Regions from separate parts of the Mus musculus genome. Here region 1 is linked to region 2. A link is a contact called in public HiChIP or PLAC-seq data. All regions are on one chromosome and are shown on one strand. Each heading gives the region's core, a stretch centred on a gene start, on an enhancer-like site or on the middle of the called end of the contact. The rest is flanking DNA. Distances are from core to core; before and after follow the strand shown. Region 1 overlaps Ptprm (protein tyrosine phosphatase, receptor type, M). Region 2 overlaps Ptprm (protein tyrosine phosphatase, receptor type, M).

The links. HiChIP or PLAC-seq counts read pairs in DNA pulled down with a chosen protein or histone mark.
Region 1: a contact with region 2 is called in an H3K27ac HiChIP or PLAC-seq map of hepatocytes, with 6 times the contacts expected there. The contact joins two enhancer-like sites. A contact is called at or near these places in 5 of 484 Hi-C or Micro-C datasets (all in liver) and 3 of 115 datasets of contacts at active chromatin or transcription factors (hepatocytes and liver).

Annotation. Positions count from the first base shown.
Region 1 is chr17:67,155,316-67,162,583 of GRCm38.p6, reverse strand. The region is part of intron 2 of Ptprm (protein tyrosine phosphatase, receptor type, M); the gene reads left to right. Among named protein-coding and RNA genes, the nearest start is that of Gm52313, 130 kb to the left of the region's middle. Within about 2 kb of position 2,838, at least 11 of the 459 cell types and tissues checked have an H3K27ac peak or open chromatin away from gene starts, as enhancers often do. A contact at or near this core is called in hepatocytes, where this site is marked.
Region 2 is chr17:66,876,529-66,883,658 of GRCm38.p6, reverse strand. The region is part of intron 14 of Ptprm (protein tyrosine phosphatase, receptor type, M); the gene reads left to right. Among named protein-coding and RNA genes, the nearest start is that of Mir5709, 150 kb to the left of the region's middle. Within about 2 kb of position 2,503, at least 9 of the 459 cell types and tissues checked have an H3K27ac peak or open chromatin away from gene starts, as enhancers often do. A contact at or near this core is called in hepatocytes, where this site is marked.

The sequences.
Region 1 (7,268 bases), core at 1,589-4,088, 280 kb before region 2:
TTGATCAGTGAAGCAGCAGCCCAGAGGCATAGTCCTCTTCTACCTTCTTAGGCAACTTGAAAAGATGTTTTGAGAGTTGGACCCTTAGTTCTGCTACCAGATTTCAATTAAACCCACTCAAGTGGGGTCACTGTCTAGATTCTTTTGTCCTGCGTTGTCATTATGATGTATAGATACGATCTGGAATCAGTCACACTATTGATACTTTCTAATTGCTCTCTACAGATGAGCCTGGATTTGAAATCTTAAGATATGTGTGTGTGTGTTCTGCCAGATTGTCATTTAAAGGCAGCACAAAGGCTCTTGATAATGGGAATCATTTGTCTGACTTTGCAAATGGAAATATTTAATTAAACTTCATATACTAATGAAATGAAACTATGCTTTTGTTTGAGATGGCGTTCTTCCCTTGAGCAACCGACTGTCTCTCTCAGTCTCTGTCAGCAGATTTTATCTCCCTTGCCCTAAGCCCTTCTCAGTTGCCCCCTCTTCATTTCAATGTGGGTGTGCTTTGGGAGAGCTCCGAGATCCCGACTGTGTTGAGTATCTCACATTCAGCTCTACCTTCTTTCTCAGTGGTCATCTCTTACCCCACCTCCCTTAAAAATAAATATTCTTCTTTTGTTCTCTTCCCCTCTCCCCCCCTCTGTCCCTTCTCTCCCCACTCCCCTCCCCCCTCTCCCCATGTGTTCCTGGGCAGCCTCTATTCCTCTCCTTCTCTTCTCCTTCTCCCTCTCTCTCTGTCTCTTCTCTCTCTGCCTTTCTCTGTCTCTACCCCTCCCTCAACTCCCCTCCCCATGCCCTAAATAAACACTATTTCTATACTAAAAATAAAATAAAATAAATAAATATTGTTTAAAAAGCTTTATATATGTATATACTGAAATTTGGGTCATTGTCTCACAATTGCCCTCTCATATCTCTCCCCCTTCTCCCACTGACATCTTTCTTCTTTCTAAAATCCCTCCAATGCCTGCCCCCCCCCCACCTCTCAGATTCACCGAGTTTCACTAAGGTTGCTTGTGTGAGCAGGAATTAGGGGTTGTTTACTGCAGGGTGGTCATATTATCTTTGGGTTCAGGACTGAAGACAATACTTCTTCCCCAACCACTTATTCACGGTCCCTACTTCCTTTGTAACCGATAAGGGGTCTCCTGAGCACCACACACGTTGACAGGCTGAGGAATCCAACCTTGTACAAGTTACCCTGTAAGTAGTGAGCTCATGAGTACCGTGGCCTTGCTGTGTGCAGAAGACACAGTGCCCCCTCCAATCTCCTAAGCTTCCATTCTCTTCCCACTCTTTAGGATGTTCCCTGAGCCCTGGAGGGGGTGATATATTTAGTTGTCCTGCTTAGAGTTGAGCACCCCAGCCATTCTCCATTCTTTGGAATCTCTTATTTTCAAGGGCACAAGTTTAGACTCCGCCAATAGAAAATAGAGCTTGATTGGCTTTATTTATGTTGAAAGGACAGAAACACTCAAAATGGACCTCCATTCTTGTCACTCCCTAAGGTGCTGCAGCTCCTTCTACAACTCGTAGTGAGTCTCTCTCTCTGTAGATGACCCGCAGGCACACCTCCAAGCCCAGAGCTGTCAACCTTGTGACCTTCCTTGCTTTTGAACTTGCCCTATGACAGTTATCTGCTGGTGGAAGTCTGGCGAGCTTCAGATTTGCAAACCAAGCTCACACATTTCCTGGCTGCACCCTACCCTGCTGCTCTTACCTCCACCATAGCTTCTCCCTCCCTCCCCCAGGCTCTACCCATTCCCTTTCAAAAGATGATTGCTCCCAGCCCTTCAGTTCCTGATACAATTTCTGAACCTCTCCAGTAACCTGCTGTGCTGTGTATAAACCCTTTCCCTTCAATCTTGGTACAATTGAGATAAAGACTTCCCAAAATACCATCAAAGTCCAAAGAGTTTTGAGAATTGAGCTTTAAATCTCACTCGTTCCTCTGACAGCAGGATGGGAAGCCGTTTTTTCTGAACTTCTTGACTCTTGATGATTGCATTCTTTGCTCCAGGACTATTTCTTTCCTGTGCCGCTGTCCGGCCTTTCCATTTGGATTGTAAGTCCCAGGGCGCAGAACGCTTGCCGTGGGTGCAGAACTATGTGCTCCTCTTGAGAGCAGGAAGGCAGTCAGGTCATGCAGTGTGAAAAGGACAAATGGGTTCCACGGTGTTTTCTTGAGAATCGGAACCAAGTAAAATGTGAACCTCTCCATTCCTCAATCAAAGGAAAGCCTAGAAAAATGGATCACATTTGTAGTATTAAAAATAGATTTGAAATGCCCACTTGGGTTCAGTCCCAAGGAGTGGGACAACACTTCAGGTGTAAACTAGGAAGAGGGAGGTCCACAGCCATGGAGGTCAAGGGGAGTAACCTGAGGATAGTATTCAACCCCACCTGCAGGGCTTAACCCACTGGAAAGGGGTGGAGTCCTCGGTGAGGGACTCACTGAAGCCATCTTGAAAGTGGAATTAGCTTATTGTTTCAGCACTTGACTTTCTCTTGGTCGAATTGAATTTCTGATCCCAGAAACGAATGTGCAATTTGCTCTGCACATCAAGAACCCTTCTAGGACCTCATCAGGATGTCTCCACGACACAGGACTTGAGCTCTGTCTGCAGGGTATGAATGATCCTGAGTTACAGCGAGCTCACAGAGAAGTAGAATAAGCAGGAAACTGACCGGGCTGTGTTGACATCAGCCGACACAACACACGGCACTCATCTAATCAATCATGGATTGCAGAAACCAAAGGGATAGGCTCTGCCAGGAACTCGCAGTTATTGGAGGAAAGGAGGCTCTAGAAAAACAAACATATCAAGTAATCATTATGGGCCCCAAGCCCAGGCTGTGGCATATGCTGGGACAAATGCTATCATACCAACCTACGGCTCCATTTCTAGGGAACAGAGTTAAAATAGTCAACAGATTGATTTAAGAGTCAGCCAAACAGCCAAGGCGAAACTGGCTGAAGCTGGACCGGAGCTGCAGAGGCCATGCTTGGTTCTGGCTTGTGTAGACCAGGGCTGTAGCCAGAGATGGTGCCAACACTGTATTTAATGGTGCTGCATAGACGTGCAAGTGCTGGTCACACTTGTGCCCATTTGCAGGGATCCAAGGGCACTGCATAGACACGGGGCTAGTACTGTTTGCTTGATTGCTTCCTGTATGTTTGCCTTTAAATGTTAAGAGCCTCACTTTTGATGCCAGGACGGGAGGGACAGGTAGAGTTCTTGTTCATGGTGACAAAGGTGGTGATGGTTAAGGTGCCCGGGGCTCAGGATGAAGCAGAGTTATGAACAAGGGACGAGCAGAGGATGCAGACAGTCTTTCCGTATCTGTCTCCCACCTCCTTCCATCTTCATTTGCCAGAGGACAGGGGAGCTACCTCTCCAGGCACTGGGCCTCCCTTCCTCTAAGGGTGTTAGCTTGAGAAAAGCAACTTTGTATTTGTTGCGAGTTTTCTTTCTGGCTTCCACAGGTTCCCATCTCATCACAGGTCCCCAGCTCCAATCATTACCAGTGAAATTATTGACAATGTCACTAATCTTCTTGTGCTGGTGCTGACAGAGAGATTTCTAGAGAGATGTTTACCAAAGTGTCTGTGTTAGCAAAGATTATTTTCTTACATACCTTATGCTGAGAAATACATTGGCAGCAGATGTAGAAAACTGGGAATTTGAGAGGGAGGAGGAAATTAATATGAAGGATGCTAATTAGAATACTGGTTAAAAATTGATAATCTAAAATCCTGAAATGCTCCGGAATCTGACACTTTCTGAGCAGACATGGCACCGCAGGTGAGAAATCACACACCTGGCAAAGACGCAGGTGAGCTGAGGCTGTTGTGTGTATCCATTCCAGCTGTAAGCACAAGGCACACATGAAGGAGAATTAATTTAGACATTAAACATGGCTCCTCTCCTCAAAACATCTTTGCGTTTATGAATATTTTAGAATCTGAAAAAAAAGTCCCAAACCCATAGCACTCAGGTCCCAGGCCTTTTGAGGAGGATTTTCAGCCTATGAGGGCCATTAGGACAACATCCTGTGCCTAAGTGGTGGCCTAAATTTAAAGTAGCAGCTGACTGTCGTAGGTGTTTTAAATCTTATTAGCTATCTACCCACATGTCCATTGATTTACCCAGCCTTTCCCCTCTCATGTTTCCTGTCAAAGATCTGTAGATGTTGTATTACCTAAATAAATACTTAAATACAAAAAGAGACGTGTTGGTTACTTTTTTTGTTTATATTTGGTTGGTTTGTTTCGTTTTGTTTTCGGACAACTTAGTACAACCTAGAGTCACGTAGAAAGAGAACATCAATTGAGGAATCTCACAGATTAAATTGCTCAGTGGCCATGTCTGTGAGAGATTGTCTTAAATTGATAACACTGTGGAAGCCCACACCTGCTGTGGACAGCAGCCTGAGCTAGAAGATGAGCCACCCCAGCCACCTAGCAAGCAGCCTTCCCTCACAGCTAGCTTCTGCCTCAGTTCCTGCCCTGACTTCACTCTGTGTTGAAGTGTGACCAAGAGGCATGAGATAAACCCTTCCCTCCCCTCATTGCTTTAACTTGCACTGCTTTACCACAGCAACAGAGAATCTAACCAGAGCCTGGGAAGACAGTATTCATTACTACAAAACACTGCTTGCACTCTGTCTTATGGTCGTGAACTGTTTTTGGTTTCAACACCCAAGCTACTCTGAAGTGAGTGAATAAGGTATACTACTGTGCTCATGAGGGAACAAGAAACTTAGCAGGGGCAAGGATCCTGATCATGGAGCGTTGGTCTGCTGTTGTATGTGTTTAATATAGGAGTTGTGGTTTAATATATATAGATTCTGACTTTATTACAACATGAGACTGACCGTGGGCAGGGTCTATGTATGATCACCGGTCTTAGGTAGGTGTAGGCTCTGCCATTGCTTCTCGGATTTCTAACACTCTTCTCTAACCGTAACAAGGATGAGTGGACTTTTCCAGCTCTGCCAAGAAGATACATGTGCGTGTCCCAGGCTCATGCATATTCATGAGCACTGTGCTCAGTCGGTTATGAGCATTCGATGGAGCTTGAGTGAGTGTATTAAAGGCTGTCCCCAAACCTCATATTTTTCAATATTTTTCCTCTATATCATGAGATCTATGAACTAGAAACAAAATTGATAGAGTGGAATTTAATTTACCCATTTCTTATCTCCTGATCCTCTCTTGGATAATTAATGCTGCATGCTGAAGAGGCTCATGGGTAGTGGCTGAGGGCTGAGTAGGGCTGGCAGAGTCTGTTGGCCCAAAAGGCTTCCATTCCTGCCAAAAGAGGCAAATTGAACTTGGTAATAACACAGGACCAAGTAGATCTCCCTTATGAGATTCTGGTCCCTGCATCCTGAGCCCAAATTCCTGTTTACATCATGGAAAGAGAGGAACTGAACCACAGGCAGGAAGTATAGCCTGCCCCTTTAAGGGAATGCTTCCTCTATGGGGGTTAAAGCAAGCATAGCCCCTTTAAGTAAATGCTTACTGTGTGGGAATTAAAGCAAGCAAGATCTAACTCCCCATTCCTCGTTGACTTCCAAGGACTAGAAACTTAGCTTGAATTTGGTGGCACACTTTAGCCCTATCACCCACAGTGTTACACGGTGACAAAGAAGTGACCGTGAATTACTGAAACCACACATGCAGTGTCACAGATTGCTGCTAATCTGGAAGAAAACCATGATGAATTGGGTATGAAGTTAAGCAGTCAGTATGAAAACAAGGTGTTGCTTTGCATAAAAACCCATAAGCCTTTTGGGTTGTGACTTAAATCTTCTCTGTTCTCAGGGTATGAGTCTGTAATGTTCTTTTTGAAGGTGTCTGACCCTCTTTTTAGCTGGTGTTTGGAGACTTTAGCAAGTGAACCTTGCTGGAGGATGCATGTCAATGGGACATGCTTTGAAATCAATTCCTGGGTTCTTGTCCCTTGACCTGTTTGTTCTCTGTCTTTTGCATGACACTTATACTGTGATAAATCGTCACACTAAATGAATGGAAACAAGTGGCCATGTATAAAACCTCATAAATCCATAAGCAAAACAATCATTTTCCTTTCCTTTAAGTTGTACCCCTTGGGCATTTGGCATACAGCTAAGCAGAGGTGACTAGCACAATTCAACACTGTGTTCACTGTTCATTCATTATTAATGCACTGTGTGTTTAAAGTGTTCATTCATGATTTGTGGTTAATTCCTTTTTGGGGGAAAAAACTGTAAGCATTTTAAAGAAATGCAGATTTTCATGATGGTAACAACCACAAAGGTGGATGCCAGTTATGGGATACCTCCTCTATGTCAGAGTCAAAGTTTTCCAGTTCAGTCCATCTTAGCAATTGTTAGCTCACTTTCTGTCACTGTGTCCAAACACCTGAGATAATCAAGTTATAAAGAGGAAAGGTCTATTTCTGCCTTGTGGCTTTTAAAGTTTCAGTCCATGTTTAGTTGTCCGTTGTCTGGCTTTGGCCTGTGGCACTGACTGAACAATAGTTGTCGTAGCTTATAGCCAGGATACTAATGAGGGGGAGGAGGAAGGGCCTATGGTCCCGTTATCTCCTTTGAGATGACAGTCCCAGGGACCTGAAGATTGCCCACTAGGCTCCACTTCCTGAATGTCTCTCTGGTTCCCAGTAGCACCAGCTGGAAAACTGTGCCTTTAACTCATTGGTCTCTGGGGAAATTCAATCAACACCCTGGGTACTGCACCTGTAAGAGTCAAGGCCACTGAGACTTGAAACTAAAATGCTTGTCCTGGTCCATGGGACTTGTGGTAGTTTGAATATATTTGGCCTAGCAAGTGGCACTATTTGGAGGAGTGGCCTTGTTGGAGTAGGTATGACCTTGTTGAAGGAAGTAGGATTTAAGACCTTTGTCCTAGCTGCCTGGAAGCCAGTCTTCTCCTAGCAGCATTTAGATGTAGAACTTTCAGCTCCTCCTGCGCCATGCCTCCCTAGATGCTGCCATGCTCCCACCTTGATGATAATGGACTGAACCTCTGAACCTGTAAGGCAGCCCCAATGAAATGTTGTCCTTATAAGAGTTACCTTGGTCATGGTGTCTGTTCACAGCAGTAAAACCCTAACTAAGACAGGGCTGATGTACATTCCTGCCACAATGCTGTTTTATGCTTTTTGGGTTCAGCAGCTCAGATCACCTGATATGTCTGGGATGTGGTGGGAGGAAGCCAGGGAGAGTATGGGGTTGAGTCTTGCCCCAGAGTTTGG
Region 2 (7,130 bases), core at 1,254-3,753:
GGATGTTGTTATTTTTGTGCACCCTCAGTCAGTATGCTGACACTACTCCTCTGGCACTAGCAAGGGGCTGTTTCTATAGCTCCTGTAGCAGCAAGTGAAAACAAACTCATTTATTGAGTCCTAACCATTCTCCCACTTTGTAAAAACAAAGCAAGAAAAAAGCATGGCAAAAGGTAGCCAAGGCCACCCTACCTAAGAATAGTCGGTTTTCTCTCTCCTGGGCACTCTCAGACACAACCACAAATCTCCAGATTCTGTTTCTCTAACACTAGACACTGCACCTGCTTGAGAGGCCCATTCTTATCCAGAAACCTGGGATTTTGTGCTCTCGCCAGTACTCACTTCCACACTGGTATCCACTCTCCGCAAGACCACTCTCGGGATGATGTTGGAGTCGTCTGTGTTTCCTGTTAGATGGTGGAGCTATGAGACGACCCCTGGTGACCGATGCACACCTAGCCTCACATCTGTCACAGTGCTTGGTCTAGAGCAAGCATGAAGAATACCTCCTCCCTAAAGACAAACAAAATACCTGTTTAATCCAAGCATACAGAATAGAGTGTTTTCCTGGCATGTATAAGCTCTGGCTTCCATCACTGGTACCACAAACGAACGAACAAACAATACATAGTGCAAGCATTTTAATTGCTTTTGCTTTTAAAAACATGGGGAATACTGTGTTCCTCTTAGCAATACAGATAGTAAAAACACAGGAATATATGTTACATAGTATCACATTTGATTAGCTTTCCTGTAATGTTCTAATGGATACATTCCCTGCTTGGAAGATAAAGATTATTTTGAAGGTTGACTATAATTGCTTCTACTCTTAAGTGAAAATATGAAAGTCGTTGAGTTGAATAAATGTATATCTAATTTTGTATAGGCTTAATTAAACGATGAATGGACTAATCAGTAGTAGTTAGTTAAACTATTGTTTGTTACATTTTTATTGCACTCGTTTTAATGGGTACATGGCACTGATACATCTTGATAGGGCACAGGGCAATATCTACTACACATGTAGGATGTATAGGGATCAGGTCAGGGTTGCTGGCATGGCTGTCACCTCAGATGTCTGTCTTCTCTTTCCTGGGAACATTTGGCATTCTCTTTATATTTGCTTAACTGGTATCAAGGACAGTTTACCTCCCATGCTGCCAAGTACCAGACGTTCCCCACACATGCCACTGCACCCTGTGCCCTGGTGTTCCCCTCCCCCTTCCAAACATTGCTCAGCCTCTGGGAACAACTACTTTATCTTTCTGCCACCTTCAAAACACACTTTTATACATAGTATACTGTTCAGCATTTTATTCATGAGTAACATGAATTAAGATTTAAAATGAAGAAACAGATGTGAAAATGAATTTTTCTCTATAGTGTAGTCATGGATCTTAAATAAAAATATTAGCTTTCTCAAGTCAGGGCTGCTACAGTGGAAAAGCCTAGACTTCAGCCTGTGGTAGCAATCAGTCTGGGAGTTTTTGAGGCTTCTCACCCCCAGGACAGCCTTGGGCCGCTAATCACCTACTATTTCCTTGTTATAGGCTCCTTTGACCATTTTAAATAATGAGTTTGTGCAACACATTGACTCATTGAGCCTATATCCAAAAGAAATATTAATAAAATGGGATTGAGGAAGAAGATGTTTACTGAAATGCTCAGTAGCAAAATGTCTTATCTATGTATGATGACCTTGTGATCTTTGTAGTCTAGGCTGACACCGATCCTTGGAACCCTCATAGCATACCTAGTGCCTATATCATAGTGTTGCCACCGTTCCTCAACCAGCTCCCACTCACCCTAATGGTTGACTGTGTTACACATTCACATATGGCCAGGCCAGCCCGCTCCACCTCAGCTCCTTGGCAGGCAGCTGCACACATGCCTCCACTCTTTGTCTAGGATCAAGTTTACTCTCTACTATGACCATCATTTTGCAAGTTCTTAGACTGCAGGAGCCTATCCATCTGAATTTCCAAGCAAGTCTAATTTTTCTCCCTAGGCATTGCTCTAAGATCGTGTTTATTGTATATACTATGACCTGGGACTCTAGAGTCCTTGCATGACTCATGAAACTTTACCTCCCTCTAGCTTAGGGAGAGCTTGTTGCGGGGAGCCACACATTAGTCAATCCTCAGCTGGCTGGTTCTGAGAGCAGGCTGTATCAACCCCTCAGGAGTCTGTAGTGTCCTTTGCCCTGGTCAACCTCTTGTTGCCCAAGTTGTTAGAGACACTAACAGATAGATCAGCCTAGTGTGGGCCACAGTGTTCCAAAAGAACAGTATGAATGGCAGGCTCCTATCCCAAGTACCCCCTTCACTTTCATGGCGAGCTATGGCTTAAAGAGTAGCGCCTAAACTTAACTCAAGTCGTTAAGTATCTGAGTAAAAGGACAATTCATTATGTGGAGGGAGAAGCTGAGCGGGAGAGCGCTTGATGAATGAGGACCATTACGAAGTTCACTGTTTCAAAGGTCAGAATTATAGATCTGATTATGTGCAGAGCAACACTGCTCATTGATTTTTCTGGCCCTGTTCTGAACGTGAGACACAGAGGACATTGCTCACAGTTGGTTGTTCTTTTTTTTTTTTTTTTTAAATACCATGTGTCCTGTGATTTATAAAATTTTGAATTCTCAAAAATATCTTTAATTACTGTCCTGACCACTGCATTAGCTTTGGCCTTTTTAGTTCAGTCGAGGGCACTCAGCAATCATTTCTCTTTCAGGCATTGTGCTGCTAATTTGGGTGATAATATGTGAAGAACTTTCAACAATTTAACTGGAGCTCTGAATAAATAACAAATCAAATTAAGCTACAGTAAATGAAACAGCTCCGATGAAAGAGCCATAAATTAAGGGACAAACTAAGCAGAATGAAGAAAAAAAAACAAATTAAAATAGATTTTTGGATTCTGAAATGTTTATCACTATGACTTGAAGACCCCACTGAATGAGACTATTAGCCAAGAACTCTCTTTTACCTAGTTAATTTTTGTGCCTTGGCCAACAGAGTCTGTTAAACTTGTTTCTCTTTCAAATTCCTTTTTTGAGGTATTCATGCAACACTTTAAGGTATTGTTCTGGAGCCCCACAGTGCAGGCTACTGCCTTTAATTATAAAAGGAGTCATTCTTGGTTATTTCTCAAAGAATTTAAGAGTCATGAAGGCATATTTACATGTTCATTGTCATAGCACAATCATTCACAGAAGCTAAAAGCTAGCAGCCAACCAAGCTTCCTTTGGCAAATGAGCAGATACACAAAGTGTTGGTGGAGTAACATTCAACCTTAAAAAGGAAACATATCTAACCGTAGCTACTCACATATGATCCACTAGGCTAAGTAAAACTACCAATCACTGAATGGTAAATGCCATGTGATGTTGCTCCTTTGTGGCCTCTGGAATAGTCACTTTCATAGAATTACCAAGGGCTGAGGAAGAGCCAAGCACTTGGTGTCTAATGGGAACAGGATTGCAGTTTAGGGTCATGGCAATTTCCAGAGGTAGGTAGTGGTGAAGGTAAGATGGTTACATGGTTACCTAATGCCACTAATGAACTACATGCCTTAAAATGGAGTATATGTTTTCACAAGGAAAAAAAGTCTTAATATTGGCAGAAAATATTTAAAGACGGTTGGACTCCCTATCACTATCTTCTCAATAAGTCTCAAAGCACTGGGTAACAGTGCTGACTAAACAAATGGTGTGTCATCCTTTTGGGCTGTTAGGCCTGAGCTGTATAGCTAAGAAAATCATGTTGTTCATATGACAAAAGTAGAATGTTTGTGTAATTGGTATACATTTGCCTGAGGTCATAGAAGCACCTGAAGCCATATTAGAAGCATGCTACCTGTGGCCTTCTGGTATCTTTACTAACTGAGATAGTGAGCAAACCAATCTGCCTCAGAAAGCATCTTCTGCATCGTTAGCAGCCTCTCCTCAAGGTAGACAAGATGGCCATTGAGATGGAATCAGCCAGCACACATAGTGTGGGGTTATAGGTGATGGTCATTAAAATACAGCGTTATAGTTTTTCTTGGGTGAAGGAAGATTCCATTACAGATCTTACATTATCTCTAGCTTGACTCTCTCAAAATAGACTTTGTTTTAAAGAAGAAGTCGTGGCTTTCAACTGACTAGAGACTCTGAGGTCAAGAACTGTGGCTTAAACATATCTGTTTCTCACATTGGGCATGGTCCCATGATAGATGATGTGCCTCACATACGCAAAGCCCTGGACTCATTTTTCAGCACTGAAAACAAAGAAGGAACAAGCAGATTTCCCAATATATGATCCCCTTGGCACTGTGCCTGAGAGGTGTGTCTTTATCCCAGTACCCAAAAGAGGCTTGATGGACACAAACATACTTGATTTATTTCATTAGTGACCACAGCCTGCCTATGCCTTTACATACATGCTCTCTCTCTCTCTCTCTCTCTCTCTCTCTCTCTCTCTCTCTCTCTCTCCCTCCCTCCCCTTTGTAGAACCCAAGGCCTTACATGTGCTTGGTTATCCCTCTAGCCCTAAGCTGCAATACCCCCCCCCCCCACAAAGAAATCCAGTTCTCCTTTTCCCAACCCCCCTCCTGAAGAACCCATTTTTTAAGACTGTGGGCATTCCAAAGACAATGTCCACTCATGGAATTTCTCCAGCCTACCCTATCTGGGGACACTTCATGGTGGCATACAAAGCCCACTATTCTTCCAAACAATATTATTGATCAGAAGAGATGACAAAGAACACAAAAGAAGATAAAACAAGGTTTACCTTAAAGAATCTAAATTACCGACACGTTTATGAATGAGTGTATTATTCTAGTCTTATCAAGTGTCAGTAGAGGTGGTGATCAGTGTCTGCTAAGTGAGGCCTCTGAGGCAAACCAGACACGGAGGTAACACATTTTATGCGTATTTTCCCAATTGGACATTACACTTACCCAGTGAGTATATCTCACTATCTCATTTTAACCCCGACCCAACAAGAAAAGCAAGTCATCTTAGATATCATGGTCAGCAGATTGACAGACCGGAGGCGGGGGGAGGGGGGGAGAGGGAGGAGAGGAGGAGGAAGGGAGGAAGGGAGGAAAGCCATCTCCCTAGCTGTCACTCCAAACCATTAGCATCCTTTGGTTGAAATGCAAAAGATGGAAGAGCTATCTTTCTAGTGAGCTGGGGAAAGGGGCACACCAGAAACTCTGCCCTGCACTGTGACCAGTATGCCTGTGTTCCTTATCCAGGCATTAGAGAAAGAAGGCAGTTATATAGCAGACCCAGGCGGACAGCCTAAAAGCTGGGCCTGTATAAGTCAGAACTCACCCAGGAGAGTCAGGCCCTAGGGGCCTTCAGAAGCCTTTGCCACATCAAAGGTCTGAGTACACTTGAAACAGACCACAACTGAGTGGAAATAAGAACACAGCAGGGGGTGGGGGAGCAGAGCAAGTTTCTTCCTTAAATGCATAGCTTTCCAGTTCAGCGGCTTTCACATCACAAAATCCTATTTCACCTGTAAACCTCTTTTATTCAACTCTGCAACTTGTGAGTTCCTTGAAAGAATGAAGGTCTCCTGCTTCCTACTTCCTTCTTCTTGCTTCCTGCTTCCTAGCTTATAGTCCCGCACTGAATTTGGAAAGAGGCTGTAATGATCCAAGCCTGTTCTTGCATATATCACTTGTGTATATCACTTGTGTATATCACTTGTGTATATCTTGTGTATATCACTGTGGGTCCCAAAGAGGCAGAGTTCCATGCCTTCTAGCGTGTTAAAAGCTGGGTAAAATGAACATGGAAGAGCCATTGTTATGTTTACCCTGGCGACATGCCAGGGCATCACACACTGATATATCACCTTCCAGCGATGTAGGAAACAGCCTGTCACAGCCTGTAGTGACTTACATCTTGCTACTCGAGGCATTATGGCTCCACACCAGCTCATGACAGCTCCCCGTCCCTTCTTTTTCTGTCACAAATATTTTACCCATGGATTGCCTCCCTCTGAGCAAGAAATCGTCCCTACTTCTCAACTCTGGACAACACACAGTGTATTTCTAGCACTCTGCTAAAAATATTTAGCGGTGTTCACGTGCTTTCTGCCATGTATTTCAACTGTACTTCATACTATTGGTATTAGTTTGACAGATGTATCCCAAAAGCTACTAAATGTTTTGAAACACTTTTGACAAGAACATATTTTCATTCTTGATGACAGATAGACTCAAATCTATGCCAAACCATTTGGTTCTCTCATTAAAACTTGGATATGAAGACTACTTGCTAGGCGATCCCAAGTAGCAGGAGACCATAGTAAGGTCTTTATGGCAGCCTTGGAATTCTTACCGTGCACTTGGAAGTTTTATCCTAAGTATGGAGCATCAAAGTAGGGAAATGCAGTGTATGGTCTACATCATTACTCTGACTTTTACTAATGTTTCTCTAGCAAATTTTCTAAATTTACTAATTTGCAGACTCCCTCTTCATTATCGAGAGAAGTAAGTTAGTTCCATTTTTCTTAAAATGGCTATTTTCTAAGTTTTTCTTTATAACTAGAATCACGACTCGGTTATTTGTGTTACTGGAGGAGAGAAAATATCTAGATATGAAGTAGATAATTTACTATATTATACTAATTTATGGGTCATTGAGTCCTATTTTCCAATATTTTATAGAGTATGGTTTGGCCACTGCAGTAGAGTTTCACGATGTGTGGTGAATAGATGTTAGCAAGTGGCTAGCCCAGTGCTACCTCTTCAAAAATATAGCCAATGAGCAGAAAACAACCTAGCAAAATCATAAGAACAAAATTGTGTTTGGTGGGAATTTGGAAGGTAAATTAAATTGATAGGCCTATGTCTCGATTACTAACATGTTGCGGCCGGCCAGTGGCTCACATGTCTGGGTTCTAGTCTGGAAAGGCATCTTGGAATCTACAAGAGAAAGGGGGGGGGGGGGGGGCTAGGCGGCACGATAAAGATGGAACCAAGACAACCAGTCTGATCAAGGTTCAATTTTACTATTTCCGACACTCGGTTATGAAGCAGGGGAAGGGGCCCTTTCCTGCCAAATCATCCTGGAGTAAAGTTGCAGTGTTTGACTCCAGAACAGCAAGGGGCAGGCAGCGGCAGTGGGA